2 separate regions of the Neogale vison genome follow, and region 1 is linked to region 2. A link is a contact called in public Hi-C data. All regions are on one chromosome and are shown on one strand. The core of a region is the stretch at or near the end of the contact, and the rest is flanking DNA. Distances in the headings are between cores, read along the strand shown.

The links. Hi-C and Micro-C count contacts between places; a contact is called where the count stands out from the background.
Region 1: a contact with region 2 is called in a Hi-C map of fibroblasts, with 6 times the contacts expected there. The contact joins the promoter of TEAD1 here to the enhancer-like site in region 2. A contact is called at or near these places in 2 of 3 Hi-C or Micro-C datasets (fibroblasts and muscle).

What each region holds. Positions count from the first base shown.
Region 1 is chr7:160,620,584-160,626,657 of ASM_NN_V1, reverse strand. It overlaps TEAD1 (transcriptional enhancer factor TEF-1), which reads right to left and starts at 1,490. Exons shown (of 12, transcript XM_044258861.1): 1 at 1,134-1,490.
Region 2 is chr7:160,505,557-160,511,396 of ASM_NN_V1, reverse strand. No RefSeq gene overlaps it. Among named protein-coding and RNA genes, the nearest start is that of TEAD1, 120 kb to the left of the region's middle. Within about 2 kb of position 2,941, the one cell type or tissue checked has open chromatin away from gene starts, as enhancers often do. A contact at or near this core is called in fibroblasts, where this site is marked.

The DNA.
Region 1 (6,074 bases), core at 241-2,740, 120 kb before region 2:
AAAAAGAAAGACAATTAAAAAGCAAAGAAAATTATGATCTGGATTTTATTTATTTTCGTGGGAGAAGAATAAGGGAAGTGTGAGCCCTCCATTGTTTTCAACTCATTTAAAATGTTGCTTCAGTTTAAAAAAAAAAAAAGAAAGAGAGAAATACACACACACACACACACACACACACACACAAATGCATTTTAGAAAAAAGAAACTCCTGGAAGTTGAACTTTCTTGAAAACCGGCCTCTGGACTTTTGAAAACAGTGTTGCTGCTACGAACAAAGACTAGAAGTACACCCTGATTTTCTCCTCTCCTGGGGATCATTTCTCTTCCAATAAACAAACAAATCCCCCAGTATTTCCTACCGAAGGGAAGTTTTCCAGGGAGAGTCTCCTCCAGGGTTTGGTGGTAACTGCGACTCAGTCTTTTTTGGACACAATGTTTCTGCTGACTCCTGAAAATTTTCCACTTGAATGTGCAATGAAGTGGCGGCGGCGGCAGCAGCAACAGTCCTGGAGAAGCGGCAAAGGCGACCGTGCCTTCTTTCATCTTTGAGAAGGAGCGAACCCCCGCCAGCAGCACGAGTCGGCGCGGACCCCGGGCAGGCCTCGGGGGGCCCGGGCGCCCAGGGGCCCGGTGGGGGCGGCGGCGTCGGGCGGGGGGGGGGGCGGCTCCGGGCTCCGAGGCGGCGCCGGCGGCTCTCCCCGCCCGCGCCCGCTCCGAACTTCTGACTTCCCCGAGCAAACCGTGATAACCGGCTGAGCTTGTGAGGGTGTGTGCGTGTGCGCGCGTACGGGCGAGCGGGCAGGCGCTGGGGGCGCGGGGGACGGGGGGGGCGGGGGGGGCGCGGCGCGGCCGGCCGGGCGCCTCCAGGGCCGCCGCCGGGGACCGCCTGTTGCCGCGCGGGCTCCGCAGCGCGCGGCCCAACTTGGCGTCCCGGCAACTCGCGCGGCGGCGCCCGGCCGCTCACCTTGAAGGGGGCGCGGGGGCCCGGCCCTGGCCCTCCGCGTGCCCGCCCGCCGCACACAAAGCGGAGCCCGCAGAGAAAGAGCGGCCCGAGCCGGACGCGCCGCCGGCCCCCCGCCCCCGGGCGCCCGGTGCGCCGCCCGCACCCAGCATCACCCCGCGCGCCAACTTACCTCGGCGAAGGGAGCCGCCGCAGCGCCCGGCGAGTCCGAGGCAAACTTCGGCGCCGCTTCCCCCGCCCGCAGCTCGGTGCCCGGCTCCCTCCCCGGCTCCCGGTCCCCGGGCCGGGCCACCCCACCCCTGCCTAGCACCGCTCCTGCCCCGGGGCCGGCTCGGCGCACTGGGCTGCTGCCCGCGGCTCCAGGCAAAGGCGGTCGGGGTGGGGGGGCTTCACTGCATGGCCTGTCCCCGGACGCGGCCGCCCCGGGCCCGGGCCCCGCCGCGCGGACTGGCCCGTAGGGTGGAAGCGAGTCTGCAAAGTGCTTGGTGGGCGCCCGCGGCGGGCGGCGGGGCCGCGGCGGCGGCTGCAGAGGCTCGGCTCGGCTCGGGCGGCGCGGCGCGGCGCGAGCGATGCTAAGAATGTTCGGAATGAGGACAGGAATGAAATGAACGCCAGGACCGAACTCGCTCCGGAGGGGTGGGGCCTCGGTGACGTCATGCGGCCTGCCGCCCGGGGCCGGGGGCGGGGCCTGCCGCCGCCGGTGACGTCATGGGGATTCGGGGCGGGCCCGGCTGGGCCGACTTGCGGTTGGGGCACGGGCTCCCCCCGCAGGGACGGCGGGGCGGAGTCTCGCGCCCACGGGGGAGCGGGGCGCGCGCGGGAGCCGCCCTGCCCACCCCCCACCCCCCCGCCCTGTCTCCCGGCGCGGGCCCGGGCTTTGTCCCGAGCAGGGCGGGGCGGCGGGAGGCTTCGAGGTGCTTGCGTCCGCACGGAGAACTCTGGAAGCCTGGGTTTCTTCCTCCGGACGGGCGCCGAGCCCGGAGCTGCGCGCGCCGCGCCCTCCCTGCCTCAGTTTCCCTCTTACGGGACGCGGAAGCTCGGCCGACCCCTTAGAGCGCTCCAGGACTCGTGAAAGTCTGCAAGTTCGGGGAAGAGAAGTTTCTTTTCTGGAAATTCAGGTGGTGGTTCTGCGGCGCGGTGAAAGCCTTCCCGGGGCCGGATTCCCAGCCTGCCATTTCTTCCCCTCTCACACTTTATACAAGTTCGCGGCGCTCATTCAAGTGGAAGTCGGCCCTTTTGTTGGGAAGGGAAACCAATCTGCCCTGCTAGCACGGTCTTCTCCAGCTTGCTCAAGAAGTTGAGTTCTCTCATCCCTGTGGGTTGTACTTTTCCGAAAGTAATGGGTTAGGCAAAAACTCCCCGAATTTTAAAATGCTACATCAGGCAACTTCAGGCCGCTCCTTTTGTGTGTGTGGATAAATTTCTCTTCCATTCTAAAAAAAAAAAAAAAAAAATAGTTTTATCGCCACCTTTGGAAGCGGAGTAGTGACACATTATACCCAGTGGGTAAATCAGAAAATAGCTGGGTAAAGTCATCCCTCTATGGCAGAACTTGTCTAACGTTTTCGGTGACTGTCTTGTGCCAGTTTCACTAAGATCGAAGTAGCAAAAGCAATTTCTGTACTGTTGACCTCTTTCCTTCTAGGCATTTTGCTCTCCTTTCCAGTTGGGGCCCCAAGATAAATAATGGCGCCTATTTGTCCCTAAATCCCCTAAATATGAATAATTGAGGGAAGCAGAATGTGACTTGCAACGACACATTTTGTACAACGTAACTTGTACTAATGTTCTTTAATTGAAATTTTTCTTGTGATCATTGAAGATTCACATGTTGTAAAAAATAATAGTACAAAGAAATCTTTTGTTCACGTTGCCCAGTTCTTCCCAATGGTAATGTCCTCCACAACTGTAATATAACACACAATGGATATTGACATTGATTCAGTCCACCCGTCTTATTGATGTTTCCCCAACCTTAATTGTACTCATTTGTGTGTGCCTGTATTCCTATACAAATTTCTCACGTGTGTATGCATCCGTTACCACAGGTAGGTACTAATGCTTTTTTTTTTTTTTCTTAATAAAGGGTACTAATGCGTTTTATCTCTAGTTTGCATGCAATAATAAGGTGATACAATGAGGTTTACAGTAATGACCCCAGCCACCATTGCACTGGTTTTTGGAAACGTATTAGAAAAACATAATTAATTTGGCATTAAAACGGTGCTAGGCATATCCCTCTCCAAATATCATCTTCTAAAAGTATGAGAGTCCAATGGCAGGGCAAGCCAGACAGTAGGGTTGCTAAACCACAGTTTGTTGGCCCAGTGTACCTGAACATTTTTCAGACTCCAGCTCCCATCTCACAGCCACCCGGCAATACAAAATATCCTATTTCTTACTGAATTGAGGAAAAATACCTTGGCCTGCGATTCAGAGCTCTTCATGGCCAGTATTTTCTGCAGCTTTTCCTACTTGATAGGATGTTTCTTGAGGCTTATCTTAAAAACCTCTTCTAGGATGACTACTCAACTAGATATTTCCTCCTTAGGACCCTCAAAAGTCCTTGCTCCAGACTCCCTATTGTATTCTGTAGTTACCTGTATGCTGGGATGCCCCTACATCTGAGTCCAAGTGGACTGGGTTTCATTTAGCTAAATGTACACCTCCCAAGACGTACACGTAAATGGGAATAACTTTTGTGGTCTCTCTGCACATTTTCACACTCCTCAGCTACCCACCAGATGGTACAGAGGACCTATGGATGTCAGGGCCCAGCAGCTGTTCACCTCCAGCATCTGAGGGCAGGAACAGTAGCTGCCACCTGCTAAAATGACAGCAACTAGCATGTACTACACCCAAACTCAGTCCTTGGCACTTTGCATTTACCGTTTCAATACTCGTGGCACCTGTACAAGATAATGATTCGTAGCTCAGTTTATATAGGTGAGGAACTAAGGTACGGGAATATTAACAATTTACCCAATGACCCACAGTCCAAAGAGCAGAGTATACAGGGTTGACCTGAATTCCTTCTGACTTCAGCCCATGTTCATAATCACTGACCTCTACTTCCCCCAAAACTGTAACAGATCTTTAACAAAGCAACTGGATACCAGGCACTTGTTTAAGTACTTTCCACTAATTACCTCATTTAATCACCCACCGTCACCCTATGAGGTGAGGTTTCTACCTTAAAGATGAGCAAACTGAGGACAGATAGAAAGTACAGAGTGAGGATTCAAACCCAGGCAGTCCAGCTCCATATTTCATGCTCTTAACCTTACACTTAGCTGCCCAAATAGCTGCAGTACTATACAGACAACAAAAGATCAACCATGTGCAGGGGTGATATACCCTGAGATGTAACAATTATATGTATTATATGTATCACCTCTGATGTAAGAGAGTTTGTTACTTCCAAGTCTTAACCAAGGAAGAACTTAACTTGTAACACGTAAGAGAAACAATGATCCAATTAATGGTAACACTTCATGCTGAGATAGAACTCAGTCAGCCTGAAGTTAGGAAGGAGAGTGGGCAGGTTAGAACTTACTCTAAGGAAGCACCTGGCTCAGGAAGATACTGCTTTAGAAAATAAGTAAAGATGTGTATTAACACTAATGATACAGTTTGTCTCATTTCTAATGAAGTGGAGTAACTTAGAGCAGTGTGAATTGGTATAACCTCTGGGAAAGTTTGGTATTAACGAATGAAGTCAAAGATATGCATGCTCTATGATCCAGAAGTTCTTCTTAGGAATATAGCCAAGAGAATTTTGGGTACATAAGGGACACACATGCAAGAATGTTTGGGGGTGCATTTTTTTTTAATAACCCCAAACAGGAGGGACACCTGGATGGTTCAGTTGGTAGAGCATCTGACTCTTGATCTCAGGATTTTGAGTTCCAGCCCCATGTTAGGCATAGAGAACACTTACAAGCAATAAAAATACATAGAAAAATTTTTTTAATAGAGGATCACAAAACTTAAAAAAAAAAAAAGCACACAACCAAACAAGAAATGACCCACATGCCCACTAATAGCAAAAAATACTAATAGTAAAAAGTACATGGATTGTGATATAATCATACAATGGAATAGTATACAGGGTTGACAACAAATGAGGTCCATACAACAACGTAGATGAATGCTAAAAATATAACATTGAGTGAAAGAAGCACGAAATAAAAGAATCCACATAATGTAATTATATTTATATGAAGTTCAAAAACAAGCAAAATTTAACAGCATTATTTGAAGTATACTTAGGTATATACTGAGGTGGTAAAATGGGAAAGAAAAAAATAGAAAAATATCAATTACCAATAAATCTGGGATAGTGCTTACCAGTAGGAATTGGGAATTGGGACAAGGAAGAGAAACATGCGGGGTGTTTGAAATGCAGACAGTGTTATATTTTTGTCTGCTTATATGGATATTTACTATAATGACCCATTAAACTTTGCATAGACGTCCCCCTTTATCTGAGGGGATGCATTCTAAGACCCCAGTGGCTGCCTGAAGTTGTGGATAGTGCTGAATTCTATATACATTATATTTGTTACTATGCATACTTACCTATGATCAAGTTTGGTTTATAAATTAGGCACAATAAGGAATTCACAATAGTAATAAAATAGAACAATTATAACAATTCACTGTAATAAAAGTTATATGAATGTGGTCTCTCTCACTCTCTCAATATCTAGTGCTGCACTCACGCCTCTTTCTGTGATCATAGAGGGTAAAATACAATGTGATGAGATGAAGCAAGGTGAATGGCACAGGCATCGGGACATAGTGCTAGGCTACTGTTGACCTGATGATGATGGGATGGTCTACTTCAGGACCACAGTTGAACTTGGATAACTGAACCAGACACAGAAACCGTGGATGGGGGCTGGGTGAGCGGGGGGTGGGGGAAGATACTGTATTTGTTTTAGACACTCTTTCCTATACATCTATTGTATTTCACAAATTTTTTAAGTTAAAAATAAATATTAAAGAGACCCACTATTATTCTGATGCCTCCCATGTGCCCAGGGCTTGAGCTGGTTCTGAATCCTATCACTCCCCCCCACCCTTTTTCATAATCCTTTCATTGTACACC
Region 2 (5,840 bases), core at 1,692-4,191:
CACTCTCATTGAGTATTTGATAGGAGAAGGTTCTCAGGGACCAGTGGAAAAAGTTAGCCCGACCTAGGTTTGAATCCCAGGTTAGCCTGGTGCGGGTTGTGTAACCTCAGGCAACTTTTCTAAACTCATTGCATCAGTGTCCTTGTTTCTTTTCTTCTTCCTTTTTTTTTTTTTTTTTTAAAGATTTTATTTATTTATTTGACAGAGATCACAAGTAGGCAGAAAGGCAGGCAGAGAGAGCGAGAGAAAGAGAGAGGAAGCAGGCCCCCTGCTGAGCAGAGAGCCCGATGTGGGGCTTGATCCCAAGACCCTGAGATCATGACCTGAGCCAAAGGCAGAGGTTTTAACCCACTGAGGCACCCAGGCACCCCCGTGTTTTTTTTTGTTTTTTTTTTTTAGTGTCCTTTTTTCTAAAATGAAGATGGTAGAATCTACTTCATAGGATTGCTCTGAAGGGAAGATCAGATGAAATGTCTAAGTAGCGATAACACGAGGCTGATACAGAGTAATTGCTCAGCAAATGAGAGCTCTTGTGATTTTAACTGTTTGAATGATAGAGCTGGTTGGACCATCTTTCTTCACGCTAGACCCTGAATACAGTTTTTGAAAAACCAACCATTTTATCATCGTGTATCTGGGTAACACAAGGTATAAATCTCAAGAGTGTACAAAAATGACAAAAACTTCTTCTTCCTCTTGAGCATCTGCCCCTGGTTCTTCTCCCAGAGATGATCAATATGACCAGAATCTTGTGTATTTCCAGATTTAACTATTCTTGGGGATTATTTCATAATAACATTTATTAGATTTTCTTGGTGAATAACTTAAAAATTATTTTTATTTTTATTTTTTCCCCAATTAATTAACATGTAATATATTATTGGTTTCAGAGGTAGAGGTCAGTGATTCATCAGTCTTATATAACACACAGTGTTCATTCCATCACATGTCCTCCTTAATGTCCATCACCCTATTACCTCAACCCTCCACCCTCTCCCTTCCAGCAACCCTCAGTTTGTTTCCTGATTAAGAGTCTCTTTTGGTTTTGTTTTTTGTTTTTGTTTTTGTTTTTGTTTTGGTCTCCCTCTCTGATTTCTCATTTTATTTTTTCTTCTCTTCCCCTATGATTCTCTGTTTTGTTTCTTAAATTCCACATATCAGTGAGATCATATGATAATGGTCTTTCTCTGATTGGCTTCTTTTTTTTTTTTTTTAAAGATTTTATTTATTTATTTGAGAGAGACCGTGAGAGAGAGCATGAGCGAGAAGAAGGTCAGAGGGAGAAGCAGACTCCCGGGGTGGAGCTGAGAGCCTGATGCGGACTTGATCCCGGGACTCTGGGATCATGACCTGAGCCGAAGGCAGTTGTCCAACCAACTGAGCCACCCAGGCGTCCCTGATTGGCTTATTTCTTTTAGCATAATATCCTCTAGTTCCAGGGGCACCTGGGTGGCTCAGTGGGTTAAAGCCTCTGCCTTCGACTCAGTTCATGATCCCAGGGTCCTGGGATTGAGCCCCACATCAGGCTCTCTGCTTGGCAGGGAGCCTGCTTCCCTTCCTCTCTCTCTCTGCCTGCCTCTCTGCCTACTTGTGATCTCTGTCTGTCAAATAAATAAAATAAAGAATCTTTAAAAAAAAATACCGTCTAGTTCCATCCATGTTGTTGCAAATGGCAGTATTTCTTTTTTGATGGCTGTATAATATTCCTGCGCACGCACGCGTGTGTGTCTCCACATCTTCTTTATCCATTCCCCTGTCGATGGACATCTGGGTTATTTCCATAGTTTGGCTATTGTGGACATTGCTGCTATAAACTTTGGGGTGCAGTTGCCCCTTTGGATCATCACTTTTTTTTTTTTTAAAGATTTTATTTATTTATTTGACAGACAGAGATCACAAGCAGGCAGAGAGGCAGGCAGAGAGAGAGAGAGGAGGAAGCAGGCTCCCTGCTGAGCAGAGAGCCCGATGTGGGCCTCGATCCCAGGACCCTGAGATCATGACCTGAGCGGAAGGCAGCGGCTTAACCCACTGAGCCACTCAGGTGCCCCCCACTTTTTTTATTGACTGGACATTCATAATTGATTTAGCCAGTCCCCTATCAATGAACATTTGTTTCTAATCTTTGGCTATGACCACAATGCAACCAAGATCATCTATGTGCCTATCTTTGACTAAGGATGATGAACCATGCAATGGGCATCTAAGGCAGTATCATCGGAATAAAGTGTCTGGTTAAAGCAGATAGTGCTGATCTGATGGGGCACATTCTGAATTGTTTTCTCAAGAAAACTCACAATTTTAATTCCTAGAATATTTATACCACTCCCTAAATGCTACCTGTTTTTGGAAATGAAGAGTCTTCACAATAATATTATTAAGAATGGTGGCATTTTAGTTCAGACAGGATTGTTCTAAAGCCCCACCGAGATACATACTACATGGACGAGGTTTTCGTTCGTTGGCACCAACGGGTCAAGGATACAGAGATTCCAGACAGCCACTCTAGGAGCAGCTGTTAGGAAGATTCACACTCTAAATTTGCTGCCACAGCTTGAGACAGTGAAATGTATTAAAATGTGCCACATCGGTTAACATGGCTTCAGTGGGATGAAGGCTGCCAATTTGGAAAGAGGGCCAATGTTCTCTGGCGGCCATCTTTACTGATGCTCAGGCCCACACAGGCTGTGTGTAGAGTTGAATCAGAGAGAATGTATATGTGAGGTTCTGGCACAATCCATGCATAAGTAAGACTCGGGGATTAGCTTTCCTGGATGGGTGATTATTTCTGAATCATGAGAGAGGCACATGTGGAAAGGAGGCAGGGAAATGGAAGTCTTTCTAAGAAGTCTCTACCGTCAGAGGCGCGGATCCTCAAATGAGCTCCATGCAAATGAAAACCGGTCCCAGTGGCATCCTGAGCCAAAGAAAATTCTTGGTTGGGGTTGAAAAAAATGTCAGATAAATAGTTTTTCCTTGCTTCTCAGCAGGCCTCAGCTATCACTGCAATCCAGATCTGGCCTCTGAGCGGTTCTGGCAGGTTTATCTTGGACCAGCTGCTGTGATGAAATCGCAGTAATTCCAGGTTTCCCTCAAATCCAGACTGAGCCAAAGGCAATCCAGGCTTCTAGCATCCGGCTTACTTCATTGCCCTCTCTCCAGTCCCTCCTCCATTTTCAAGCTTCTGATATTTTTTTTTTTTAATTTTTAATTTCTTAAAAAAATTTAAAGTAATCTCTATAACCAATGTGGGGCTTGAACCCACAACCCCAAGTACAAGAGTCCATGCTCTACCAGCTGTGCCAGCCAGGTGCCCTGCTTCTGATTTTTTTTTTTTAAAACCAAGATAAGTGTGGTAGGGAAACCCTTCCAGGGCAGCCTGGAAATCTAGAAAATGTTTATTTCAGATTAATTCCAGAAACCACTATGGAGCACTGGTGAGTCTCCTTAGGTGGGTTACGTGGTGCGGTGCTGATTGTGGATTGTGCGGTGGGTTACGTGGTGCAGTGCACTGTGGATTGTGCATCTGACAATACCCCAGGCTTCCTACGTGAAAGATCCCACTTAATCTACTGACAGCACTATGAACTAGGAACTATTATGCCTATTTTACTAAAGAGAAAACTGGGTCTTAGAAAGGTTGAGTCTCCTCCCTGAGGACTCACAGCTGGTGAATAGAAGCGTCTGAATTTGAATCTGCCTCTGGCCAGAATAGGCTTCTGCTGATTCTTGCTAGGTCATAGCACTGGCCATGGGCAAGAAGGCCTTATTTAGAGTCCAGGAAATGAGACTGGGACAAGGAAAAACTAAGGTGAACAAAAGGGAGGAAACCAAGACCCAGGCGGATGGATACAGTATGTGGACAAAGTGACAGGCTTAGCGAGGGCTGCTTACTGAATTTCTTTTTCTTTCTTTCTTTCTTCCAATTTTATTTATCTGTTTGAGAGAGCAAGAGAGAGCACAAGCACGGGGGAGAGGGAGAAGCAGGCTCCCCACTGAGCAGGGAGCCTGACACGGGTCTTGATTCCATGACCTGAGCTGAAGGCAGATGCTTAATCGACTGGGCCATCCAGGTGCCCCTTTATTGAATTTCTTGTAATTTCTTTAAAACAGCCTTCCTGGCTAGATGGGTGGCTCACTGCTTGACCCCCAAATTCTGGGTTCCCAGGAGAATGGCCACAGATCTGGCTTAGGGCATAAAGCATCCTCAACCCAGACAGGGAAATGGACTCTGACCAGAGCCCACCTCACAAATCCAGCAGCTTGTGTTGGAGAGAAAGAGGAGGGTGGACTCAGAGTGGAGCTGTGGGTTACTGAAGCACGTGATGTGTAAGGAAGAACCTTTCTGAGCAAAGCTGGCTGACAAATGTCTTTTATTTTCACCTGTGGTATCTTCAAACATGTTCTTTGGATCATCCTTAGGTAGGTGTGGAGGGCTGCTGGTAACAAAGGTCTAACAGTCAAAATGGAGGAAATGCTGGATTCCAGAAATGACTCATCAATGATTCTGACCTGAGGAAAATTCATTATCTAAAAAGTAAAGAGAGAAGCAGTATCCCACTTCCTTGACAGTGGTTTCTTCCTGGCAAAGTCTCCAGCCAAGGGAGAGGAGACATTTTAATCTCTTGACTATTTTGTTGGAAACATAATGTGAGGTAGCAGAAGTCAGGAGAAAATAACAAAATTGCCCAATTTTGCATGTCCTGGTAGGGAAAGGGCAATCTCCATGGAGTAGAGCAAAAAAGACAAGGAGAGGGTCATCTGGGTGACTCAGTTGGTTAAGCAGCTGCCTTTGGCTCAGGTCATGTTACCGGGGTCCTGGGTTTGAGTCCCGCATCAGACTCCTTGCTCAGCGGGGAACCTGCTTCTTTTTCTGCTTCTGCCTGCCACACTGCCTGCTTGTACTCTCTTTCTCGGACAAATAAGTAAGTAAAATCTTAAAAAAAAAAAAAAAAGACAAGGACAGACAAACAAAAATTGGTCTTATGATAACTTTGGGGACCTACATATCCATATACTGGCTTAACATTTTTTTGTTGTTGTTTTGTTCTTTTTTGTTTTTTTATTGGTAAGCTAGAGCATTTAGTAGGTTGAGAGGCACAGAGAATACAGTTGGCAGAAAGAAGATGGTCTCTGACTTAGGTGCACCTGAATTTGTTCTTGGGTCTGACACCCAGGAGCTGTGAGACTTTGGGCAAATAAATCCTTTCTGCCGAACAGGATACAAAAATTATCCCAAGCCCTGGCATGAATGTTTTGTATTTCCAAAATGTCTAGCATATTATGTGAGTGGAGTAAATGTTGATTGAAAATAACAAGAGTAGCACTATTTATTATTTTTTTTAAAGATTTTATTTATTTGACAGATTGCAAGTAGGCAGAGAAACAGGCAGAGAGAGAGGCGGAAGCAGGCTCCCCACTGAGCAGAGAGCCCAACTCGGGGCTCGATCCCAGGACCCTAGGATCATGACCTGAGCCGAAGGCAGAGGCTTTAACCCACTGAGCCAGCCAGGCGACCCCAAAGTAGCACTATTTAATAATGATGATGATAATGATGATGATAACAAGGTACCAGATGGTAAGCTCAGGGGTAGAGGCCCTTTGTTGGTCATCTTTGTATCTCCAGCGCACTACACACTGCTAGGCAGGTAGGAGGAACCCCCTATGTGTTTGTTGCATTAAAAGTGAACTGGCTGGCTGAGCACCAACTACACCTTTGGTTTTGAATCCTCTAGGGATTATAGCAACGAGCGAGATGCAGGGCAAAGCCCAAGAGACAAGTGATCAAGTCTCAGAGTTCTCAGTCTCAGTGGTCTTCACTCGCAAGCTCCAGAGAATCTCCC